Linked DNA regions of Ovis aries: all the other regions are linked to region 3. Evidence: chromatin contacts called from public Hi-C data. All regions are on one chromosome and are shown on one strand. Each heading gives the region's core, a stretch centred on a gene start, on an enhancer-like site or on the middle of the called end of the contact. The rest is flanking DNA. Distances are from core to core; before and after follow the strand shown. Region 1 has its middle 110 kb from the start of PJA1. Region 2 has its middle 51 kb from the start of PJA1. Region 3 holds the start of EFNB1 (ephrin B1).

Region 1 (3,727 bases), core at 377-2,876, 460 kb before region 3:
CTGTGTGACCTGGGACAGGTCAGTTTACATCTTTGAGCTTTTGTGTCTTCACCTGAGGGCTTCCCAGGTGGTACCAATGGTAAAGAACCTGCTTGCCAAAACAGGAAATATAAGAGACACAGGTTCAATCAGTGGTCAGGGAGATCCCCTAGAAAAGGAAATGCCAACCCATTCCAGTATTCTTACCTGGAGAATCCCATGGACACAGGAGCCTGGCTGGCTACGGCCCATGGGGTCGCAAAGAGTTGGACATGACTGAAGTGACTTAGCACATAGCACATATGCCCATCTTCAGCTCAATAATGAAGAACAATGTATCTACCCTCCAAGGAAAGGGTGCTGTAAGGAGTCAATAAAATAATGTATGTAACTAGGACCTATACAGTGCCTAATGCAATAGGCATTCATTCATTCATTCAACAAACATTTCTTTAGTATTTACTAAGGGATGTGGGATAGTCTAATAAGAGTGGAGTCTCTGGTGTCAGATTACCTGGGTTCAAAACCCAGTTCTGCCTTTCATTACCTGTGGGACCTTGATTGAGTGACTTCACCTCTCTGTGCTCTAGTTACCCCAGCTCTAAAATGGGGCACCTACCTCATAGTCCTGCTGTCACGATAGAGTTATTCCATGTAAAGCATCTATTGCTCAGCACACAGTAGGAGCTCATGAAATGTCATGACACTGTTCTAAATGTTGGGGTGCAGGGGGAACAAAATGAACGATTCCCCACTTGCATGGGGCAGTCAAGAAATGTTGGATACTTTCCCTCTTCCTATTGTTTTCCCCTGTAAGGGGGATAAAGAAGTGTCTTAGATCATTGCAGCTCAAAATCATTCTTTGCTCTTTCCCCTCTTCCAACTAATCCATAAATATTAAACAAATATTCATACATGCAAGGAAGATTCATTGAGTACCTTGTCTAGCTCTCTGCTAGATGCTGAGGCTGTAGACGTGAATATGACTCAGCCTTCATTCACTATAAGTTCTCAGTCTATGAGGGGGGTGGGGGAGAGAGAGAGAGAATGAGAAAGACAGACTCTTCTTACTGTTTTTCTTAGGGCCAGAGGGGAAGCCGTCTCAGAGGAGGTAGCTCTATGTTCTGACTTATGCAAAGATTCCAGACATAAAGAAGAGCATGAGCAAGGGCACAGAGGTGCTAAGAGATGACCACCAGTCCAGTGTGGCTGGGATATCAGTGGGTATGGAAGACTGCTCTGCTCTTCTCCCTAGAGCCCTCTTTATGGGGCCCCTACATCAAGCCAGGCCCTGAGCTTGGTATTCTCTAAAGTGCTCTCACCATGAGGCAGGAATGCTTACCTGCACCTCACACAGGAGGAAACAGACTCAGGGTGGTGAAGGGAATATGCTCAGGGCCACCCATCTAGCAGATGGCAAAACTGAGGTAGGCCCCCAAGTCTGTCTGCTTCTCTCAACACTTCCCTGCTCTCTGTAGATAGTGAACTGGCCTGTGCGCTGCTTTGCTCCGGGTAGCTGTCTGGTGGAAGGAAGCAGGAGGTTGAGGAGAGGAATGCCTGAGGGCCTGGGTGCATGGCAGTGAGCCTGCACCTTCATGCCCTGTTGTGGGGACATGTGGGCAGCAGGAAGTAGCAAGGCCTAATTATTTGTATATCTCTCCCTACCCAGGAACTTGCCACAAGGAAGGCTAAGCCTCTTTCCCACCCCTTTCCATGCACACGCGCACACACACACGCACGCATACACACACACATACATACTCACACACCATCCTGCCCTGCTCCTAAAAATATCAAACCAGTGGAGCTGCAAGGGAAATGAATGTTTGGCAGCAGAGCAAGTGGCCTAGGAGTGGTGTCAGGCTCCGTAAATATTTACCCTCTGGATTAGAGCAGAAGTTGGAAACATTAGGCAGCTGAAAATTGCTGTTTTAATAGCATGGCTGATAAATCCAAACTTGGGGGGTTTGTTTGGAAGTTTCAGCTTCTGGGAATTTTAGCATGTAAACTATGGGCCTGGGGTGGCCGGGAACCGAGCAGAGGGGTGTGGGTGTGGGCTGCTGGGTGGGTTTGCCTACAGACAAGGCGACCAGGCCAGAGAAGGCCCAGCGCCTCAGGCTTCAGCCATTCAGAAGATGCTGCGCTAATTCACCTCATTCTTTCATTTATTCATCCATCTATCACACTCTGATCAAAAGGAGGTGTGATGAGCAAACATTTGTTGAACCCCAACCACATGCTGCATATTACAATGGGGGCTTTTAGACCCTAGTTCAACATTTACTGTAACCCTCAATGATAGCAAGTACTGTTTTCACTCCCAAAAGGTTGAGGAAAACCAAGTCTCAGAGAGGGAAGGTAACTTGCTCAAGGGCATCAGCTGAGAAGAACCAGAACAGGGTTCTAAGCCCAGATATCTCTGACCACAAACCATGTTCTTTCCCTTGCACTGCACTACTCACCAAGGTGGCTTATCAAGTAGCAGCTCAATATATTTCTGAGAAATCTGAACCAAGGGGCCCAGAAACACAACACTGAATCTGACCCAGCTCCTCCCTCAGAGAGTTCCTGATCTAGAAGGGGTCTGGGCTATGTATCCAGGTGGCTGTAATTTCAGGGAGAAAGCAGCTAGTGCCCTAAGAGAGGATCAGACAAGGTGCTGTGGGGCTTCTGAGGGGGGAACAGTTTCTCTCAGCTTGGGGGGGCAGAGAAGAGGCCAGGTGTCAGGGTGAGGAGGACCCAGATGGCTCCCTGAAGGAAGTGGTGGTGGAGGCGGGCCTTCCTTGACTGCTGAGTAGAATTTGCAGAGGTGAAAGGAAAGAGGGCAGGTGGTCTAGGCAGCAGGAACAGCTCGACTGTAAGTATGGATCAGAAATAGAGAGTCTGATTGAAGCCTGGCACGTATAGAGGCTTCCCTGATAGCTCAGATGGTAAAGAATCCACCTGCAGTTCAGGAGACCCCAGTTCAATCCCTGGGTCGGGAAGATCTGCTGGAGAAGGGATAGGCTACCCACTCCAGTGTTCTTGGGCTTCCCTTGTGGCTCAGCTGGTAAAGAATCTGCCTGCAATGCAGGAGACCTGGGTTCGATCCCTGGGTTGCGAAGATCCCCTGGAGACGGGAAAGGCCACCCACTCTAGTATTCTGGCCTGGAGAATTCCATGGACAGTCCATGGGGTCACAAAGAGTCAGGCCACAAAGAGTCAGACACGACTGAGTGACTTTCACTTCACTTAGCACGTATAGAGACAGGAGTGGGAAATAAGTCCCAGAAGGTCCATGGGATCCAGATTGTGAGGAGCTTCAGGCCACCAAACTGTAACCCTTCAGAGCTGAGGGACTCCGGGGTCCCAGGCCTCAGAACTCGCCATTTTTCCTTCTGCCCTCAGAAAAAGCCAAGAGAACAGCTCTGCTCTGAAATATTTACCTCAGCTCATCTGCACGTGGGACAAAAGCCTGAGCACCCCCCACCCCAGTGTGTGTGTGCATGTTTCCCTTCCACCACGCTGGCCTTCTTGCTGCTTCCAGCTCCAGCCAACCCCCCATTCTATCCTGAGGCCAAGATCTCCACTCCCCACTCCTAGGGCTGGGGGCCAGGTATCCCTGACAGGACTGCCGGGAACAGGCGAGTGAAGCCGGTTCAGGTGTGCGGACATTTCTGAATCTGAGGAGCAAGGGGCTCCAGGGGAAAGCTATGGCAGGTATCTGGGCCCCTGAATAGAGGGGCAGAGAAAGGTAACAGGGGCAGCT
Region 2 (4,175 bases), core at 836-3,335, 400 kb before region 3:
GGAAGAGTGAAGAACAGGGAAACCATTCCCTCCCTTGTTCATTCACGCTCGCAAGGTGATGAGGCTGCTCTCCAGTCAGATCGCTGGCAGTTGGTTTCCCCTCTCTGTCACTGATTGGTGATGCTCACATCTGTCAAATTGGAAGAAGAGTATTTGTTTCATAGGATCCCTGGGAAGATTCAAAGAGAAGATGCAGGTAAAGTACTTAAGAAAGTGCAAGCGTGCTCAGTAATGACGCACTGTCATTATTCATCCGAGAAATAGCGATTCAGGACGGGCTGTGAGCCCTGGACTTGGTTTGCTTGCTCTGTGATGGAGAGGTTGGCTGTGGTGAGGGAGAGACGAAGGGGCCACACCTTGACCCCAGGCCCTGGGCTGAGGAGAACAGGGACAGCGGACACCCTGGGGTATGGGCAGCAGAGCCTGTGGGCCACAAGTAAGGCCCCCAGACCATGCTGGTCCTCCAGGTGTGGGGAAATGGGGCGCCTCCGGGCCTTTAGCCCCTCTGAAGGAGAGGACTCCTGGAAGAACGCAGTGTATCCAGGAGTGGTTGCATGGTGCCAGGCAGGCCCAAGTCCAGACTGGCATGCTTGTCACCTTAGGAGGCCCAGACTCAAACTTCTCTGGTGGAAAAGCAGAGAAGGGATTGCAAGCAAACTCTGGAAGAGTTACAATGCCCTAAGTAACCCACTGGGGAGTGAGAAGAAAATATTGCAATATAGAGAGCATTTCTTTTCACCTCATCCTTTAACAGTTTTGACATTGGACATGCAACTTGTGACTTACATCATCAATTAGTAAAGTAACACATGTATAGTAAAAACAGCATCTATGCATTCACTCTGTCCCAGACCCCCACAATCACTTGATGGCAGTGAGTAGAACTCCTATCTCCTCTTTCTCCAGGGACCACTGAGGCCCAGAGACATCAAGCCACTCACCCAGTAGAAGAACCAGGATTCACATTCACAAACTTGACCCCAGCGTCTATGTTCTTTACCACTACATTATGTATTACTAAATCTCTATATTATGTATTAATAAATCCCTGGTGGCTCAGATGGTAAAGAATCCACCTGCTATGCAGGAGACCCAGGTTTGACCCCTGGGTCAGGAACATCCCTTGGAGAAGGGAATGGCAACCCACTCCAGTATTCTTGCCTGGATAATTCCACGGACAGAGGAGCCTGGCGAACATGTCCATGGGGTCACAAAGAGTCAGACATGACTGAGCAGCGAACACTTTCATAGATATATGAAAGTTTGAGTTGCTGTGTTCAAAGTGCTCTAATGATAGGAATCCATGATTTAGAAGTGTGGTGACTGCTGCCCTGCTAAGGGTGCCAGCTCTGGAAGGGCCCTTCAAGAGGCTCACGGTACAGATGGGCACATCGAAGGCCTGAGAGGGACAGAGTGCCGTCCTAGATCACACAGCAAGAAAATGCCAGTGCGGGCTGCCAGTGTGATGTCCTGCCTCCCAGAACTAAAACTCACGACTGCTCAGCCACTGTCACATTCCCTGTGCTCCCACACCGCCACCTCCACTCCCGCATGGCTCTTCCTGCTCGCTCATCTTCCTCACCCCCAACAGATGCAAGCAAAGCAGCTGCTATTGGCTTCGGAGGACGGCTTTCCGGACTTTGGCCTATTTCCTCACGGTAACCCCTTGGCCTAGGCCCAGAATGGCCACCATCCAGTGGGAAAGGGGATGAGAGGGCAGGCAGTGACCGTGGAGAGGGGCAGCTCAGGAAGAAGAGGGCCTTAAACTCTCTGGGATCTCCATCAGCCATTCTTCTAAAAGGGGAGAGACATAGATGGATACAGAGCTATGTAGATACATAGCAAAGAGATCAATACACAGATACACAATTACTTAGATAGACATATGGAAATGCAGAGATAAATGTAGAGATAACAGATAGATATAGAAATCCATAAATCCATAGATATCATAGATATATAGTTACATGGCTTGAGGACATGGGAATCGCAGAATCAGTCACTTTCTCTCTCTCGCTTTGAACTTCTCTGGTCTCACTCACCGCCAAGGCTCCCAGCACCACCCCCACTACGGGTGGCCAACTAGCCTCTGTGCACAGCTGTGCACGCTGGCTCCTGTGAAGGGCCTCTGCGAGCTCTAAAGTTCTTCCCACAGTTGAGCTGGCTGCACCCAGAGGCAGCTCCTACCCTGGGGGCTCAGCTGTGCTCCCCAGGGCCACCACAACCCCAGTCTGTTCCTTCTGCCAGGTGGCCAACCTGTGAAGGCAGAGACCGCTTCCCCCAGAGTCTTTTCCTGGCTGCCTGGGTCCTGGAGCCACTGGGGCCCCACTGGAATCCTCTCTCTACCCAAAGACATGGCAGGGAGCTGCCTGGTGGCCTGGGCCAGGTCTCACCCAGGGGTCTTCCAACCTTAGGTGTGTTCCGGGGCCCTGACCCCTGCAGCTAGGACAGCTGCCGCTGGGGGGGCACTCCCTTGCCTTTGAAGGCATGGGAGGGTTACAGGGTTAGCTGGGGAATAAGGCTCCTCCAGAACCCCGTGAGCTAATGAGAGAGACAAGGGAGCATGAAGCAAGGAGCAGTTTGCTGTCTCAACTTTCTCCCTGCCTCTGGCTTGGATTTGCTGTTAGTCTTGTTGTGTCTGTCTTGAACCTCAAGAACTTGCACGGATATTGCGGTGAGGAGAGCTGACCAGAAGGCAAACAACACCATGGGTCTGTGGTGATCACAGCAACAAAAAAATTAACATAGAGAGAGACCCAGGAAGAGCCCTACCTTTTTTTCACTGGCCCTCAATAGCATCTCTCATGGTTGTCCATCCAGCCTCTACTTACACACCTCTGGGGACGGGGTCCTCACTAAGGACCTGAGACAGCTGTTCTCTTACAAAACAGCTCACCATAACAGGAAATCCTTCTCTGAAGTGAACAGAAATCTCTAACGCTATGGCTGCCACCCACAGATCTTAAATGTGGTCCTCAGAATCCCTGTGCCCTTGGACAGTTCTTCAGAAGTCTCCCCCAAAGAAGTAAAATCCTTGGGGGCCTGCAACCTCTCAGTGTGGGTTCTCAGGAAAGAATGAGATGCCCTGTAGCCCAGAGCAGTTGCACTGCATTGTGGGAGAAGCAAGCCCCACACAAACCAAATTGGGGAGTGAAAGAGGGGCCACTAGTCAAATAAAGCCACACCAGGTTGCGTCTGAGTCTGAGAAATTCGGTGTGAGATAAGGCGGGGTGGGGGGAGGAATGTAGAATGGAAACTGGCCCAACCTGAGGAAATAGGGAAGAAAGGAAGGGGCTGGAAAGCAGGCTGGGCAGTAGGCAGGCTGGCCCATCCCTGCCTGAGGCCCAGAGGCCTTCATGAGAGTTCCCAGACGCCAACAGAATTGGGTGGAAGGGAGCCAGAGAACTGAGAGGCCTGCCCTGGGGGCATATTCAGGGCTGGTTGCCCTAAAGGTCAGCACAGAGCATTCAGTTGCCCCTCTCATCCCAGGCACTGGGGAACAGCAGAGTTCCTTTAAGCTACATACCCCCAGGTCCTGCCAGCCTAGATGCGTCAGCCTGCATGGTACTCAGCAAGGGCTGGTTGGCAGACCAGTTCCACACTGACCCCTCAGTTTCCATCAGAGCTGGCATCCCTGGAGCCCCCAGTATAAGATTCTAAGTAACTGGCCTTGGGTGCTTCTAAACCCTCTGGGGGTGACAGGGGTCCTTTCTATGCCTCCAGTCTCCCTGGAATGCTTCCCAGCAACCGACCAGGATTCTTCACACTGCAGCTGTTGCCCTGGCCTACCCTTAGTGGGTTTGGCTACTTGCTGCACATTTGTGGGTGCCTTCTTCCTGTGTGCCAGGCCTGATGCTGCCTTTTGCACGTATATTGCTGATGAAGGGTTAACACCACCAGAAGTCCCACCCCCATTCTGGCATCCCCCCTGTACCCCTCAGGCAGCAGGAGTCATATTCCCTAAGGCGGTGCTTGGCAGAAAGGGGCCGGCTCCCGGCTGGCCCCATGTCCCTTCCCTCCCCCTCCCCCTCCGGTCCTCAGGCAAGTGTCAGGAAACAGGATCCAAGGAGAAAGCAGGCACCTGTTTCTGGAGTTCCTGACAGGCCCCCTCGTCCTCACCCCAGCCCCTGGGCCCCCTGGCACCCTGAGGGCCTGACAGGAAAGAAAGGCGTCTG
Region 3 (3,823 bases), core at 265-2,764:
GCCCCAGCAGGGAGAAAGGTGGCGGGGGTGGGGGGGCGGCGCGAGGGCTGGAAGAAGCAGCAAAACGAAAAGCTAGGGAGGCGAAATGGGAAGAAAGAAATGAAAATGGGAGAAGCCCGAATCAGGATACAGGCACTGCCACCCGCCCCAAGCGCGAAGTCCCGCGCCGCGGTCCCTTCACTGCTAAACAAACGGGGAACCCGTGTTCTGGCCTCTTCCCCTGCCCAGGTCAAGCTCGCCCCCACTCCCCAACTCCGCCAGCGGCTCTCCGCGAAAACCGCCACGTTCCCAGGGGCCCTAAAGGGGGCTGCTTTCTCTCCCCTACCCAGCTCTTCGGTGCGCTCTAGAGCGCTCCGACTCCCAGCTCTGCCCGGCGCGACAATCTCGACTTGATTTGGGACGTGCGGAGGAGACAGCCGAGAAGCCGAGGGGTCACAATACAGCCAAGTGCCCCCACCCAACCCCGCCGCACCCTTCCCCGCCCGTCCGCAGGGAAATACACTCGAAAAAGCCAGAGACAAAATAGGGCGCCGCTCCGCCTCTGAACACCTTCCCATAGGCGCTCGGGGGCGCGCGGCCTCACCCCGAAGGAGTGCCTCCCACCCTCAGGGACCAGAAGAGATAAGTTACTCACTTGGGGTTGAGAGAGCTCCAGGACACGGGCTCCAGATTCTTGGCCAGCGGCGTGGCGAGCCGGCATAACGCCAACACGACCATCGCGACAAGCCACTTGCCGAGCCAACGCTGGCCAGGACGGGCCATCTTCCCGGGGGCAGGCTGCACTTCGGGATCCCCTGGCACCTCCTCAGCAAAGCTGGCCTCGCCTTCCCGTGCCGCGCTGCTCTCTGAACCGCTCAGGCGCCCATCCTCCGCAGCCGCCGGCCTTGAAGTGCTCCCCTCCCGCCGGCTTTGGTGTCGCTCTTCTCCGCCCCGCCGGCCAGGAGGACTCACTGGGCAGCCGCCCGCAACTCCGGCATGAGCTGCGGCCTCCGAGGGCTCGTTCCCCTGGCCTCTCTGCCACACGAAGCGCGACGGGGGCTCTGCCCCCCACCGGAGGATCCCTTCCGATTCCGCTCGGCTCCCCGAGACTGTTTGGGACTGCGTGCCCTCTCCCCGACGGGGTCTCCCCGCTGGGGACTTGGTGGCCGCCCCGACGCCTCAACCGTCCTGGAATCGGCACCCCTGGGAAGAAGTGGGAGTCTCCCCACCACACAAGCTCGGTCCGGGGGCTCCCGACCGGGCCGCCCTTGCACGGGCTCCGTTCCTCCAGGCCACACTGGAACTCCGGGCTGGGCGCCCCCCGACAGCTTCGACTTCAGCGCGGGCCCCGCTTAGTGTATTTAGAAGAGCGGGGAGACGCTGCCGAGCAAGCCAGTCCCATCAGTTTGCGCCTCTGAAGCCTAGGCGTTTGGCCTGGCAGCCCAGTCGCCGAGTCCTAGCTTCCCGGCGACTGCGCCCGAGAGTCTGCGTTCAGTGCGAGGCTCACACACCTCCCACTGCTGTCCAGCACGCATAGACTCCCTCCGCTGCCGCTGAGCTGTCTACTCCCCTGCTCAGGCGTACGCAAGGCCAACCCTACTCGTTTTAGCCAATAGCAAGCTCCGTCACGGGGTCCTTGCCCCGCACCACGCCTCTAGAAGAGGAAGGGGGCGGGCTTTCGGGAACTCTTAAGGACGCCGCACTCTTCGATGGCACCAATCTGAGTGTGCGGCTCGTGCGGTTAGGGATGGGTTCCGCCTAGTCCTGTTCTCAGAGCGCTCTGCCCGTGGGAAGTTGGCGCTCCTCTAGAGTTGTTGGCCTGCTCTGCTCCCTGCGCGCCTGTTCAACACTCCGGCCCACTGCCCTGGGCCAGACAGGTCCTGTCACGAGTATCCCGGGAAAGTACTGCCATTCTTGTTACACACGCGAGCCCTGAAGTTTTTGCTCCATGCCCACCACTGTGGCAAAGATAACTTGTTTACTGCCTGTCCCTTCTCTCGCAGGACTCTGGTAGGCTTTCCTCCTTTCACCTTCACAGTGCAGTGTCCGCTTGCACATGGACCCAGAGTCCTGAACAGACAAATGGATATCGGTGGGTGGTGGAATCTCAGAGGGGTCAAGTAGCGGAAAGAGGAGGGTGGGGGAGAATTTCTTCGCCCCTGGGGACTAGGCCTTGGAAATCTTAACTTTGCAGAAGAGCCTTGTGGGACACCAGGGGCCCATATTTCGAGTCTTGTCCTGTCTGAAGGTATAGGCAAGGCCAGATAGGATAGGCCAGAGGGAATGAGAGGGCACCTCGATAAAGAATGACGCAAAGAGGAAAGGTTATAGGACAGAGGCACCTTTAGAAAATGCAAAAGCAGATGCCCTGGCCCCAGCACACCAGACTCCAGCGCCTCCCGGCCTCGCCATCTGGGTCTTTGTCTCCCAGCCCTGGCCTGTTCTCCCCGCCCCTCCTCGCTTCTTTGCTTATAACTTTGGCTCAATCCCATAGCTCAGACCCTCCAGGTCCGACCCACTCTCCCTCGTCGGACCTCAACAGATGTACCCACATGCTAATGTCTCCCTCTACTGGACTTTTATAACACTGCCGGCGCCTGGGACCGACTGAGAGTGCCCACTCCAACAGGAGCGTGGCACACACGAGCCTGGCACACGCGCTGGAGCGCAAGACCCAGGACAGGGGTAGTGGCCTTGGCTAGAACCGCGGTCCCCTGTGGAGAGGAAGAGAGAGCACTAGGAGGAAGATCTGAATTTGGAGTTGGCTCAGGGATTGGTGAAGACTTAAAGTCTCTTTGCTGCTGTTTTATGGAGATAATTAGAGACAGTCCTGAAGTGCTCTGCCATTTACACAGTTTCCTGTCCTCTCACTTAAAGAGGAGGCTGAGTTACCGACTTTCTCACTGGATCCTCTGATGACCTCTTTGGTTCATAAAGTGGACCTATATTTGGGGGAAACAAAGAGAGGCAAGTGGGTTATTCTCACTTTTAGGAGAGGAAATGGGTTACTCTCACTTTCAAGGAACAGGGCCTAGAGGAAGAGGAGGATATGGGTAGAAATAGAAGAGGAGGAGCTGTTTAGGGTCTCTCACCTCCCAGCTGGATTCCTTATTAGGGTGTGAGCAAGGAGAGACAAGAACAAGGTGCAGGGACTCACCAATAGACCAAGTTGGAGACTAGGATTGTCCAAAGGGCATGGAAAGACAGCAAAACGTGAGGATGGAAAACAACTTGCCACTTACTGAGTGCCTACTATGTTCCAGGAACCATGGTAGAGGCATTTCCCTTCACAATCCTTTGAGATGAGTTCCACGATCCCTATTTTATGTAAGAGGGAAAACTAAGGCTCAAGGGGAAGTGACTCATTTGAGGTCATGGAGCTGATTGATGGTAGAAGCAGAATTTGGCCCCAGACTTCTCTGTCTCCTAAGCCTGTGCCCAGTTTTCTATACCATACTGAGTTACTACATTTCCAGACCCTCTTCTTGCTTACTTGCTTACTTACTTCATTCCTGGTTAAAAGCTGGTTAATGCCTGGAAAGCAGCAACCTTCAGGATGGCCAGGACTTTACTCTTCACTCACAGTCCTCTGAGGGGTTTCTAGGCCTGGGGAAGTTCATCTATGTCCCTGGCCATATCCCCAAGTTCTTAGCTAAAGTCACCCACCATCAATCCCAGAACCAGTCTCAGATTCCACTGCTAACATGCCCAATGCCCCTCAGGAGGTGAGCCTAGGTGGGGGGCTGATCAGGTGGCAGATGGGGCAGATGAAGCTATGCTGCCAGACTTGGGAAGCCTGGGAAGACAGCAGCAGCTCCTGAGTGTGCCAACACTTCATCCTGGG

Evidence for each region. A called contact is a pair of places that touch in the nucleus more often than the background predicts.
Region 1: a contact with region 3 is called in a Hi-C map of retroperitoneal adipose tissue, with 2.7 times the contacts expected there. The contact joins the enhancer-like site here to the promoter of EFNB1 in region 3. A contact is called at or near these places in 7 of 16 Hi-C or Micro-C datasets (hypothalamus, liver, mixed tissues and 3 more).
Region 2: a Hi-C map of liver shows a contact between it and region 3, with 7 times the contacts expected there. The contact joins the enhancer-like site here to the promoter of EFNB1 in region 3. A contact is called at or near these places in 8 of 16 Hi-C or Micro-C datasets (hypothalamus, liver, muscle and 4 more).

Annotation. Positions count from the first base shown.
Region 1 is chrX:62,197,795-62,201,521 of ARS-UI_Ramb_v3.0, reverse strand. No RefSeq gene overlaps it. Among named protein-coding and RNA genes, the nearest start is that of PJA1, 110 kb to the right of the region's middle. Within about 2 kb of position 1,626, at least 3 of the 54 cell types and tissues checked have an H3K27ac peak or open chromatin away from gene starts, as enhancers often do.
Region 2 is chrX:62,138,456-62,142,630 of ARS-UI_Ramb_v3.0, reverse strand. No RefSeq gene overlaps it. Among named protein-coding and RNA genes, the nearest start is that of PJA1, 51 kb to the right of the region's middle. Within about 2 kb of position 2,085, at least 2 of the 54 cell types and tissues checked have an H3K27ac peak or open chromatin away from gene starts, as enhancers often do. A contact at or near this core is called in liver, where this site is marked.
Region 3 is chrX:61,734,296-61,738,118 of ARS-UI_Ramb_v3.0, reverse strand. It overlaps EFNB1 (ephrin B1), which reads right to left and starts at 1,514. Exons shown (of 5, transcript XM_015104707.3): 1 at 635-1,514. The coding sequence starts at 762.